Regions from separate parts of the Anas platyrhynchos genome. Here region 1 is linked to region 2. A link is a contact called in public Hi-C data. All regions are on one chromosome and are shown on one strand. The core of a region is the stretch at or near the end of the contact, and the rest is flanking DNA. Distances in the headings are between cores, read along the strand shown.

Region 1 (5,052 bases), core at 1,623-4,122, 46 kb before region 2:
TGCTACTACCACATGATTCTGGCTCTTTCCTGCTTGGGCATTGTAAAATGAACTCAATAACTGCACCGGTATTTTTCGTACTGGTTAAAAGATGGGTAACAGGGAAATTGAAGGAGCAGACTTATCAAAAGGAACTATACAATGTTTTATGTTGCTCAACTGACAGTTTAAGTACACAAAAGTATCTCAGAAATACTGGAAGATGGATGTTGAATTAGTCCCATAATTAACACTGGAATTAACCAATTTTAAGAAGCTTTTAAGTATTGTTTTCATTAACAGCAAGCCAGGCGTTTCCTAACAAGACAAGCCAGCAGGCTGTTTAGGAGCTTAATCACAGGTTATGTATTTCATTCTGGCCATTACCTTTAATCAGGAATAAAGGATCAGTGCATTAATCATTTTCTAATACATTTTCAAAGCCTCAGATCTCACGGTCTTGTGGGTTAATGTTAAAACAAAATCATGTATGCCGGGCCTGGTATGTATCTACTCCTAAAGCGATGACATTTAGGGAGGAATATGAAGGTGCACACAGCAAGGAGTATTAAGACAGTAAGATTCATGGCTGGTCTGAAACCAGGTAATAAAAGAAGCCCTTGCTCTAATAAACTTTCTTTCCATACACACCTTCTCAAATGCCACCCAGCATCCTGTACAATCAATATTTATACAGCTAAATATTTAAGCCACTTAGATTATCGTCATTTAAGAAGTTGAAAAGGACATAAGCGAGTGATGCTTACAAAGGGCCAGGACTCCCTGCAACCTCATTTGCGTCATGTTATTTTTGTCAACTAAATCCATTAGACCTTGAATTAAAAATTGCCGTATTTAAAAACAAAAGCAAAAAAAAAAAAAAAACACAGTTCAGTAGCACTATCTAGCTATTAGTGGAAATACATTAACAAAAATGTTGCACATTGCAAAACCAAAGCATAGTTGCATAGAGCTGTTTTGTGGTTACAGAATAGAAGAAAATCTTGGAAGTTCCAGAACTACAGTTATTTTTGATGGAGTCAGGGCCTAAAGCAGTCAGAATGGCTAAATGACACCCAAATATACCTGTTGAGACTTCAGTCAGTTAGACTCCAGTTAATACCTAAGTGCAGGAATGACACATCCTAAATCACTGCTTAAACCACAACTCTATTATTGCTCTAGGGTTTCAATCATGTTCCTGAACACAATCTCCTGCACTTCAAGCCAGACACATCTACCAGATACACAATCCAGTAACATAAACCTCAAAACAAGGAAGAAATACTGCCATGAATTCCAGTCAGAGGTGTTTAATTTCTCTTTCAGCTAAACACCAGATACCTTTTGAAAAAGAAAACATAAACAAAAACCATTCCCTTCTAAAGAAACTCACCTCTGCAAACTGAAACAATGACGACTTCTGACACACTTCCGTAGAATTAGTCGCATCAGATTGGCAAGTATTCGAGGAAACCTGAAACAAGAAGCGTGGAGAGTAAGACCTCAAGGGTTTTTCTTTCAAGCTAAGAACAGTAGTAGGCAAAATGGAGTATCAGGCAGCAGTAACATGCTGTGTTTAAGAGAAAATGGACAATGTAATGTTTCAGATTCCCGGACTGGTTGAATCCTGGTTGAATCAAAATGAAAGGTGAAAACATAGCTTAGCACCCATTTTAATGTATTTCACAATTGCCTAATAAGAAAGAGCATGATAATACCAGGGATTGTTTTTTTTATTCCAAACTGCAGAAGAGTTGCACACAACAAATACTACACTGATGATTTTGGGCTGCATACACAGATACCTGGTATTCATGATGCTATCTACTACCTCTTTAATTTACACTTCCATTCCGAAGAAAATTAATTACTTAGAAGCTAAGAAGGAAGTTTTTGAAACCACTAAGGGTTGCCTAGTGACAAAAATAATTGCTAATCACTTCACAGCATGAAAATAAGTAGTTAAGGGTGCCACAAGCCTTAAACTGCTCAAATAATAAACATAAACATCTGTTTAGGGGTGCTTATGAGAAGCAGTACAATCAAGCATCATAACTTCTGAAATCAAAACACAAAGAAATGACTGCTCAAAACCCCAAACCAACAGCCAGCCTCATCTGATTTCATAAGACCTTACCTATACTGCTCTTATTAGCCAGAAATTTGTTACTCAAGCATCCTTCTGTAAAGGGATTGTACTGAATAGGAAATGACACGTTTGAGTGTAAAATATTTACATGTCTGACTCCTAGGAGCTGAGGCATTATTAATATAAAATACGGTACGTAACATAACTCATAGAAAACAGCAGAAAGGAAGGAGGCCTTGTGGGATTTTCGAAAGGTAGGTAACAAGATGGAGTTTTTTTTCCCCTAATGATTTTCAATTTTTCACGGAATTCCATGTTATTTGAAATATTTCAATGCAAATATATTTTTCACCTCATTTCTTATCAGAATGGGTGTGTCAATAGCATTTATTTGGCCACATGAGATCTGGCTAGCAACTGTGTCTGTTGCCTGCAAGAACCAAGTGCCACAGATTCACCAGGCCTACAGTACATGCAGTTTGTTCTGCTGCTCCTGCTGCTGGCTGCCCCAAGATGCTCGTGCATGGCAAGTACACAAGCACAGGAATCTGCTGCAGAGGTTCTGCCTTTGCAACACAAGAGCTGTTGTGCCCACACTCACAACCTGGGGGAAATTAACAGTCTCTGGGGTTTCTAATCTTTGCCAAGCTGAAGTTGACCAAAGAGATACAGTAATTACTGAAGGGCACAGTTGTACTAACAGTGCCATTGCATGGCTCTCATTTCCTGCTGTAATACAGAGTACTCAACATTGCATCATTTCTTCTCCTCTCTCCTCCTACTGGCTTATCCTCAGCTGCACTCAAACAATCTTTGTTTCTGATTTACACCCCAGGCAACACCGCTGCGTGCGGGCCCTGGGCAGCCTGGCACCGCGGGCCAGACAACCGCTCATTCTCAGCCAGGAGGAAGCCGTCGGGATGCTGCCTCCGCATCCTCACAGTCCCCTGTGGGTTACTTACCATGGCCTGCTCTGAAATAAATGAGAGGCACAGGACAGCACCTGGCTCACACGTCCTCCTTCCTCACTGAGTGATCCAAGATTTGCATCTGGTCCTGATATGCAGGGCAGCAGCAAGGGGGAACTGGCAGAAGAGCCACCTTTTGGACTGTGCTACAAATTCAGGGCTTTCTGGGAAGTTAAGCACAGAGACCGCTAGGTGCTGCTCTAAGGCAAGCAACTGTCCTCACGGCCTTGGGAAGGAGCCTGAACGCCAGGAGCATGCCTCGTGGAGTTCAGGTTTATTGCAGTTTAATGAGCAGAGCAGCGGCAGGATGAGGTTTTGTCTCGTGCAACCAGTTACAAGAACAGTCCCGGTAAACATTTTTGTTCAGGTGTTTGACAAAATGTGCTCGTATACGCCCCACAATTCTGCTTAACTGATGGAAGGACACAAGTATCAGGTGAAAAGTCATCGCTTACCCGTATCCTTTACCTACTGTTGCTAAGGTTTTTTACATTTCTTGCCTGTTTAAGAGCTCAAGGCTTGGAAATGTGCTTGGAAATCAATCACACATCAACACCGAATTCTGTTATCAGATAAAAAGCCTTCTGGTGTATCGAAAAAAAATGACCAAAATAGGAACATAACCAGAACAGAAAGATGGTGACTAAAGCACTTTAGTAAGCATCACTACGGTGCCCCTTTCCCCTTTTCCTGCTGGTGCATGTTCGCTTTGTTACCTGCTATCTGGAGCTCTGACAACGCTGACTTTAACCACCCGGATTTGAAAAGCCCCTATATATCCATTTAGCACACACTTAGCAGAAAAGCAGTGGGCGTTGAATAAATTTACTCGGGATTAGCAGAGCTGTTACGTAAGGATCCTTTTCCTCATCATTTCTGAGGTTCTGAACAAACCGTGTCAGCGCGCCCCTCCTTTGTATCAACAACTTTTAAGATGCTAATAGTATTTTAAGATGTTTGCTTACAAGGCCACCCAAGTCTGCATAATCGTACATATACAAGCAGTCAAACTAAATGTAGATAGGCAATCCTAACTCTGGCAGTCCCCCAATTTAAGAACCACATATATGCATGTGATTCCTCTATGTACACACACACTTCAGGAACAATGAAGACTACAGGATATCACTTGGAATCCTTTTAGAATTACGTTCCAGCTCCCTCTCTCTCTTTTTTTTTTTTTTAAATAGCAATGTCAGAGTTTTAGATATATGGCATATGATTTATAGCCTCATATCCATATAAAATCGGTTCAAAATGTGTTCCAGAGTTAAGCAACTCCTGAACCTTTTTCACGGAGTGAAAGTAGTAGTTTTTAAGTAGTTTTTAGGAACTTTACTGCATTTGGGGCAACACAAGCCTAAGAAATATTTGCTCCATATCCAATCATCACTAGAATACTGAATCAAAAGGAGAATGACTACCTATTTTACCCAACATACAAACCACCTTATGAACAATTTTCAAAACTGGCCCACAAAGTAGGTCACAAATAACAATCAGTCTGACAAAAGACTGGAGGTCCCTGCGCTCCTGGAGATCCACAGAAACACTCTTACCTACTGGAGCCTTTTGTAAATACAAAATGTTTGATGGCAACTGAACGACAAACTTCTTTTCAGGCAAAGACTTAGTCAATAGGAACAGACTGCAATACACTGATTACTTGTTAGCACTTGCATGGTTTCAGAGCGCATATATAATTACACTGACTGTATGGAAATTATTCTGTATTGACTTTGCTATGAGTGCCAAGGCCACAGTTGTGTGAGGCATTACGCAAGCACTTAAGTGTATGAATCCCTTGCCCAAAGAGCTTGCAAACTGCCTGTTTGTTAACAGTCAGTGTATGGCAATCCTTCCATTTGCAACAGCATCCTCTCACTGGGCAGACCTGCCTGGTTTGATCACATATTCATCAGTCTGGAGTTAATACAGAACTGGTATCAAACCCAGGCCTGATGTCTATGGTCACTGTTGGAGTACAAGACTCACATCACCAGGCTCACACTT
Region 2 (5,479 bases), core at 442-2,941:
AACACATAAAACATCTATGCGAGTACTTCTCCCCCTCTTCATAAAGGGCATTTTTACAGACATCAGAGCTGCTTCTTAACACTATCAACCAAATAAAAGGCTGACAGAGAACTGAAGCAACCTGAGTGGACTCAAGACAATGTTTTTATTCTCCCTGCATTACCAGACACAGACCAGCTCAGCCCCTACCACCATCGGTTCTGCACCTCTGCCTCAACACACCCTCCAGCACCGCGAGCATCCCCAGTGCATTACAGAAAGCTACCCAGGGTAATCACGCCTGCCTTGGGAGACTGATGCAGTGTCATGACAACGCAAAGTAATTATTGCTTTCTTAATAAACAGCAGAAATGCTACTTCTTAAAATCCTAATGAAGCCGCATCTTTATCCCAACGTTGCCTGTTCAGTAAAGATTTCAATACTCTGGCACAGAGCTAAGCTATTCAGGACAGGGTTCTGTTGCCTAAGCCAGGCCTCCTGTGCCATGAGAAGTGATGGAGACCCCCCCCCCCAGGGACTGACAGATGTGCCAGCAGGCCCCCAGAAGACATCCACCCTTCTGGAGCAGTAGGTGGAGGCCAGGCAGCCCATTTGGATGGCCAACTCATAGGGTGGATTAAATTTGGCCAGCCCCAGGCTTTGCAGTGGTGTTCTTACACCCCACCTCTTAGTCCTGTGGTCACCAACTTGTGAGCATTTACGTTTGGGCTCCCTTTCAAGCACACAAGTAATCCCTGAGGTCAACAGAAGGGAGGTTTGGTGGAAGAGTCACACCTAAACGTAAATATCCTCAAGATCAAGATTTAAGAGCCACGGCCTTTGAGCCCTCACTCATCACAGCTCTCCTGTTGACCTTGTGCAACATTGGCGAGATCAGCTACATGCAGAAGTGTTAGCAGTCACAGGAGCTGAAATCTGTTTGCAGAATGTGACTTTCAGCCGAAGGTACAAACCCGTAATTATTATAATAAAAAGGGTAAAGACCATGGGATGAGGAACAGATTCATTTATAATCTTGAAAAAAATATCAGGAAGGACAGCTTTGTGTTCTGCCACTGCCTCTTATTTGAAGGCAGAAAGGCAGGAAAATTGGTAATAAAAACTCTTGATTTCACAGAGGCTACCCCAGAAGAGGAGGAGAGTCATAGGGGAGCACAGCGCGCTCGATATTTTTGCGTTTTGGTGCATAGCCAAGACATCTGCAGAAGCCAAAATAGAGCGTGCTAGGGACGGGCTCCTGAACAGCTCCAAACTGCACCACCAGGGACTACCTCCGCTCTACGCAGTGCTCCTGGCCCCAGCAGAGGTGATAATTTATTGTACAGCTGGATGGATTGCTACACCTTAAAGAGCTAATCGAATAATTTTTCTTTAGAGGTATGCACATGAAACTTTCACTAAAGCAGACGGGCCTACATGCTTATACCTGGCTTTGCAATGAAGGTTATTTGGTGATTTTATACTGAAGAACTGCACTTCTGTCCTACGAAGATGCAGTAGGATCCAAACCCTTTTCCCAATGGCACTTTATAAAGTTACAGTGTGCTCTGAGGACATCACATGTCAATGCACTTGTATCACCTCGTAATTAGCTGTAATTACTATATGATGGTTTCCAGACTTAAGCACAGTTAACCATTAACCTGTGTTTGCAGACCGTATTTGCCGAACAGCATGCCATGTTCCTTCATTCCCCAAAGCTATGTCATCGCCCAGTTACAGCCCTTATCAGAGGGGCCAACCAAAACAGTGTGTGCGGGGGTGAGGGGAAAAGGCCACAGATATCTAGTTATTACTTATATATATGTGTATATATATATATTAATCAAATGCAGCAGTTTTCTATAAAAGCTTGTCAAGAAACAAAACAAATGAACAGGGGTACTGCTAGCTTTCACGCTTTCTGAATCAAACACTCACATATCCGATTCCATTCTTGGTGCATACAGAAGGCTAAGAAAAAGGGGAATGAAAACAATTCAAACTCCCAGCTAGATTTCCTTACTGTGCCTAATCTGTGCATGTACACGTCTGTAAGGGGGGGATGAAAGATGTACTTTGAGTCTCCACCATAGCATAACCCTAATTTAGTTGTTTCTTCCATAACAATGAATACATTGTTAACTCTTCCACTGGCAGGTTTGTGAAGCGTTTGCAGTAAGATTCAGCTGCTGCGAAAAAATACAATATAAGGAATACTGCATTCAGTATTTATTAACCATTCTAGCAATAAGGATAATCAACAGAATGCCAAGGGTGACAAAAGTTTTGTACGCAGAAGAATGCTGTGCTTCTTGAACCTTTTTTTTTTTTAAATGAGTAACACTGAATGGGTTTGTGCAATCACATCTGTGGGACCTGCCCTTCATTATATTAGAAATTGAGGTGTTACAGATCTCTGCTAACTTTAAAGGAAGTGCTTGACACACAAATGTACCATGAGATAAACTGAAATAACCTGTCAATCACTCACATAATGACCATTATATTCAGAGAAGCATCAAGTACTGTATTTGCATCAAGTACTGTATTTGAAGATTGCTTTGCTGCTCCTTTTCATTTGCTGGGGAAAAAACAGGAAGGATTTAGAAATTCCAGACACTTGTCACCCAGCTGCCATCAGTATTCCACTTCCACACAGGCCCTGTGGCAGCCTGCCCCCTGCTGCAAACCGTTCACCCCTCTGGAAACTAAACCTATGGCTTTAAACCTATGACTTCCAGCTGCTGCCACAGCAACAGAGCCTGAGAAAGGCCACTGGCTGCTAGCTTGCCAGCATGAGGAGTTCCTCTGAGGTCTCCAGCGCTACCTTCTGCTGCTGCCCCAGCTGGGGAGCCAAGGTTTGTCACAGACAGACTCATCCTCCTCTCACTGCTCATGCAATGCATCATCTTGTCCAGCAAGACGCACTGGCACGACCCATAAACCAGATTGCTCAGTGGCACGTTACCTGGAAATGCTACGTTGGGATGGAGCCAGGCTGAGATTATGAATGACTTCAAGGGATTTCTCAATAAACCCATGAAATTAGCTCCGCTACCCTGCTAAAATGAGGTATTATTAGTGCTAACAGCAGCTATTTAAATATTCCAGCACTTTTCCAGCAGATTTCCTGTTCTGAAGGCCAGGAAGCGTATGGAAAATGGAAGGAGTTTGGTCACCCTGGCTGGAGGACTTCTGATGCAGCCTCGGGTGGTCCAGGCAGTAGCTACACAATGTACTGGAACAGGCTTTTACGCCAAATTCAATTCTCAGCAGTACAAAAAGCATTCATCTTAAAGAAGCTTTGGGAGGATGAGGAAATCTAATCCTAGAGGGAACCCTCATGCCCGTGTACAATAGAAATCCCACCCACACCAAAACAATTTTCTGGACGCACATCAAATAACATAGCACTTCAGGACAAATGCTAAAATTACTCAGCTCTGACCTGTGTCAATATGGGCACTGGGCTTCCAAAACTGATGCTAGGAAAGACTCCACTTGTCAAAAACTTCATGAAAGCACTGATTTAACATTACTGGCACATTACTGATGGTAGTATAGGTACAGACCTTTATAAAATACACTTATGACATGAAAATATTCCTTTTTTTTTGAAGGACTAATTAAAAGCTTTAAGAGTTTTTCTTTCCAGATGCACTCAGTTGACAGTTCTCTCCTCCAACACCTAAGTGTAAGAGGCAAACTTCTACCAGGACATTTGCAAAAAAACATCTCCAACTGGATTTACAGTCTACAATCAATCTTACTTCATAATGTTTGTATTTGAGGGGAAACTATTGGAAGTGTGTAGGGAACATGAACTTTTACTTCTTAATCCTAAATCCAGTAACTTATAAGTAAAACTACCATACAACAGCATCTTAAAATTCTCAACTTCATTCCAAATGAGGAGTTTTGCATACTGGAGAGGAGGTTATTTCCCTTGGTTTTGTTCCTAATAAACAGTGCAGTTGTCATGATCTGTCTCAGCTTGGTCACTCGGTGCCTGCTGCCCCGGGTCCTTGCATACCAAGACCGTATGCCACATTACTCCCAGTACCCGCTTACGAAGACCAACAACTGAACACAGTGAAGATCTACCATAGGCAGGGTTTAACCGAAGAAATACCCAGATGTTTTGCTGTTCCATCACCACGCACTGGTGGTTGATGACGAGGAAGGAGGAGAGGCAGGCACGGGGCGCCAGCTGAAGACCTGCAGGGGGGCAGCAGCCCCCGCGCCAGCTCTGTCCCCGGGCCGTCAGCGCCGCGAGTGGCTCAGCTCTGCCGCTGGGCCCAACACGAAACGAAACGCAGCGCCGCCACTCCTGCTGCCTGGCTCGCTCCCGAAATGCCAGATGCCCTGGCAGCTGATAACCTGTGCACATCCCAGCACGTCATTCGGGGCCGAGGGGAATTAGAAGAGGGATCTGGCAGAGGCCGGGGGAGATAGGAACAGCACACGTGTACACGCATGAATGCCTCTCCCCTCACATAGCTCTAAATAAAATTAAGCCGCTCATGTCATTTCCACTGCCAGATTAGCTCAAGCATGTTAAATTCCCAATTCATCTCATTCACCTCACTTTCATCCATACTACATGCTGCCTTCTATTCATATCCACAGCGATCACTGACAGCAGCAGAAAAAGTAGCATAAATCCAGCAACAAAACCCTCAGGAGTGAGAAGTTAATGGGAACTTCAAAACTACCTTTTCCCCTCTTATTTCTTTCTTTTTAAATTTTACTAGTATGGTATTAACATGCTACAGCATAATTACTTAACCATTTTATTTCTTTCGCTGCACATAAGAGATTAAAGCACTGAATTCACCCAAACCAAGTCAGTTTAGTTAAGCAGGTGAAGGAGTGGTTGGTTTGGCGGTCAGCTTTTTCCCTAGCCAGGAACCACAGCCCTTCTCCTTCACCTTTCAATTAAGCCAACCAAGGAATCCCCTTAGAACTATGGCTTTAAGCAAAATGGACAAAAATAAGGAAATCTCAAAGCAAATCAAACAGATCATTCAGTGTAACAAATAAAATAGCAGAGCAACAGCAAAAAGGGTGGTAGGGGTATAAGCAAACGCCCAAAACTGGTTTCCTTATTCCAATATTTCTCTTCAGTTTTAATTACAAATCTTTCACTCAGTTTTCAATTATGGGTCATGCAGTTTCCCTTTAGACAAGTATAAAATTGTTATGGCATGAAAGCAAGGCTTTTAAATGTACAGATCTCAAAGTACAGGGTCTTGGAACAGAAAACAAGGCAGGCAGGACGGGAAGGATGTCTATGTCTATATGCCTATGGATGCATACTTTGAGAATAAGAAGCAGAGGGGATGTTTGCCTGCATGTAAAGAAGTACATGTATGCATGTATGTACACGTCCTACATGCATACCTAGAAAGTAACTTAAAATGCCATAACTGCTGCTTTTGTATCACGTCACTGTGACACATGCAAAGAATAACCCCACCCGCTCCCCCCAAAAAA

Evidence for each region. A called contact is a pair of places that touch in the nucleus more often than the background predicts.
Region 1: a contact with region 2 is called in a Hi-C map of skeletal muscle, with 3 times the contacts expected there. The contact joins two enhancer-like sites. A contact is called at or near these places in 5 of 8 Hi-C or Micro-C datasets (F1 follicle, liver, skeletal muscle and 2 more).

Annotation. Positions count from the first base shown.
Region 1 is chr1:92,155,226-92,160,277 of IASCAAS_PekinDuck_T2T, reverse strand. It overlaps BBX (BBX high mobility group box domain containing), which reads right to left. Exons shown (of 16, transcript XM_027449484.3): 6 at 1,376-1,456. Among named protein-coding and RNA genes, the nearest start is that of BBX, 89 kb to the right of the region's middle. Within about 2 kb of position 2,872, at least 4 of the 8 cell types and tissues checked have an H3K27ac peak or open chromatin away from gene starts, as enhancers often do. A contact at or near this core is called in F1 follicle, where this site is marked.
Region 2 is chr1:92,107,248-92,112,726 of IASCAAS_PekinDuck_T2T, reverse strand. The region is part of intron 1 of BBX (BBX high mobility group box domain containing); the gene reads right to left. Among named protein-coding and RNA genes, the nearest start is that of BBX, 42 kb to the right of the region's middle. Within about 2 kb of position 1,691, at least 2 of the 8 cell types and tissues checked have an H3K27ac peak or open chromatin away from gene starts, as enhancers often do. A contact at or near this core is called in F1 follicle, where this site is marked.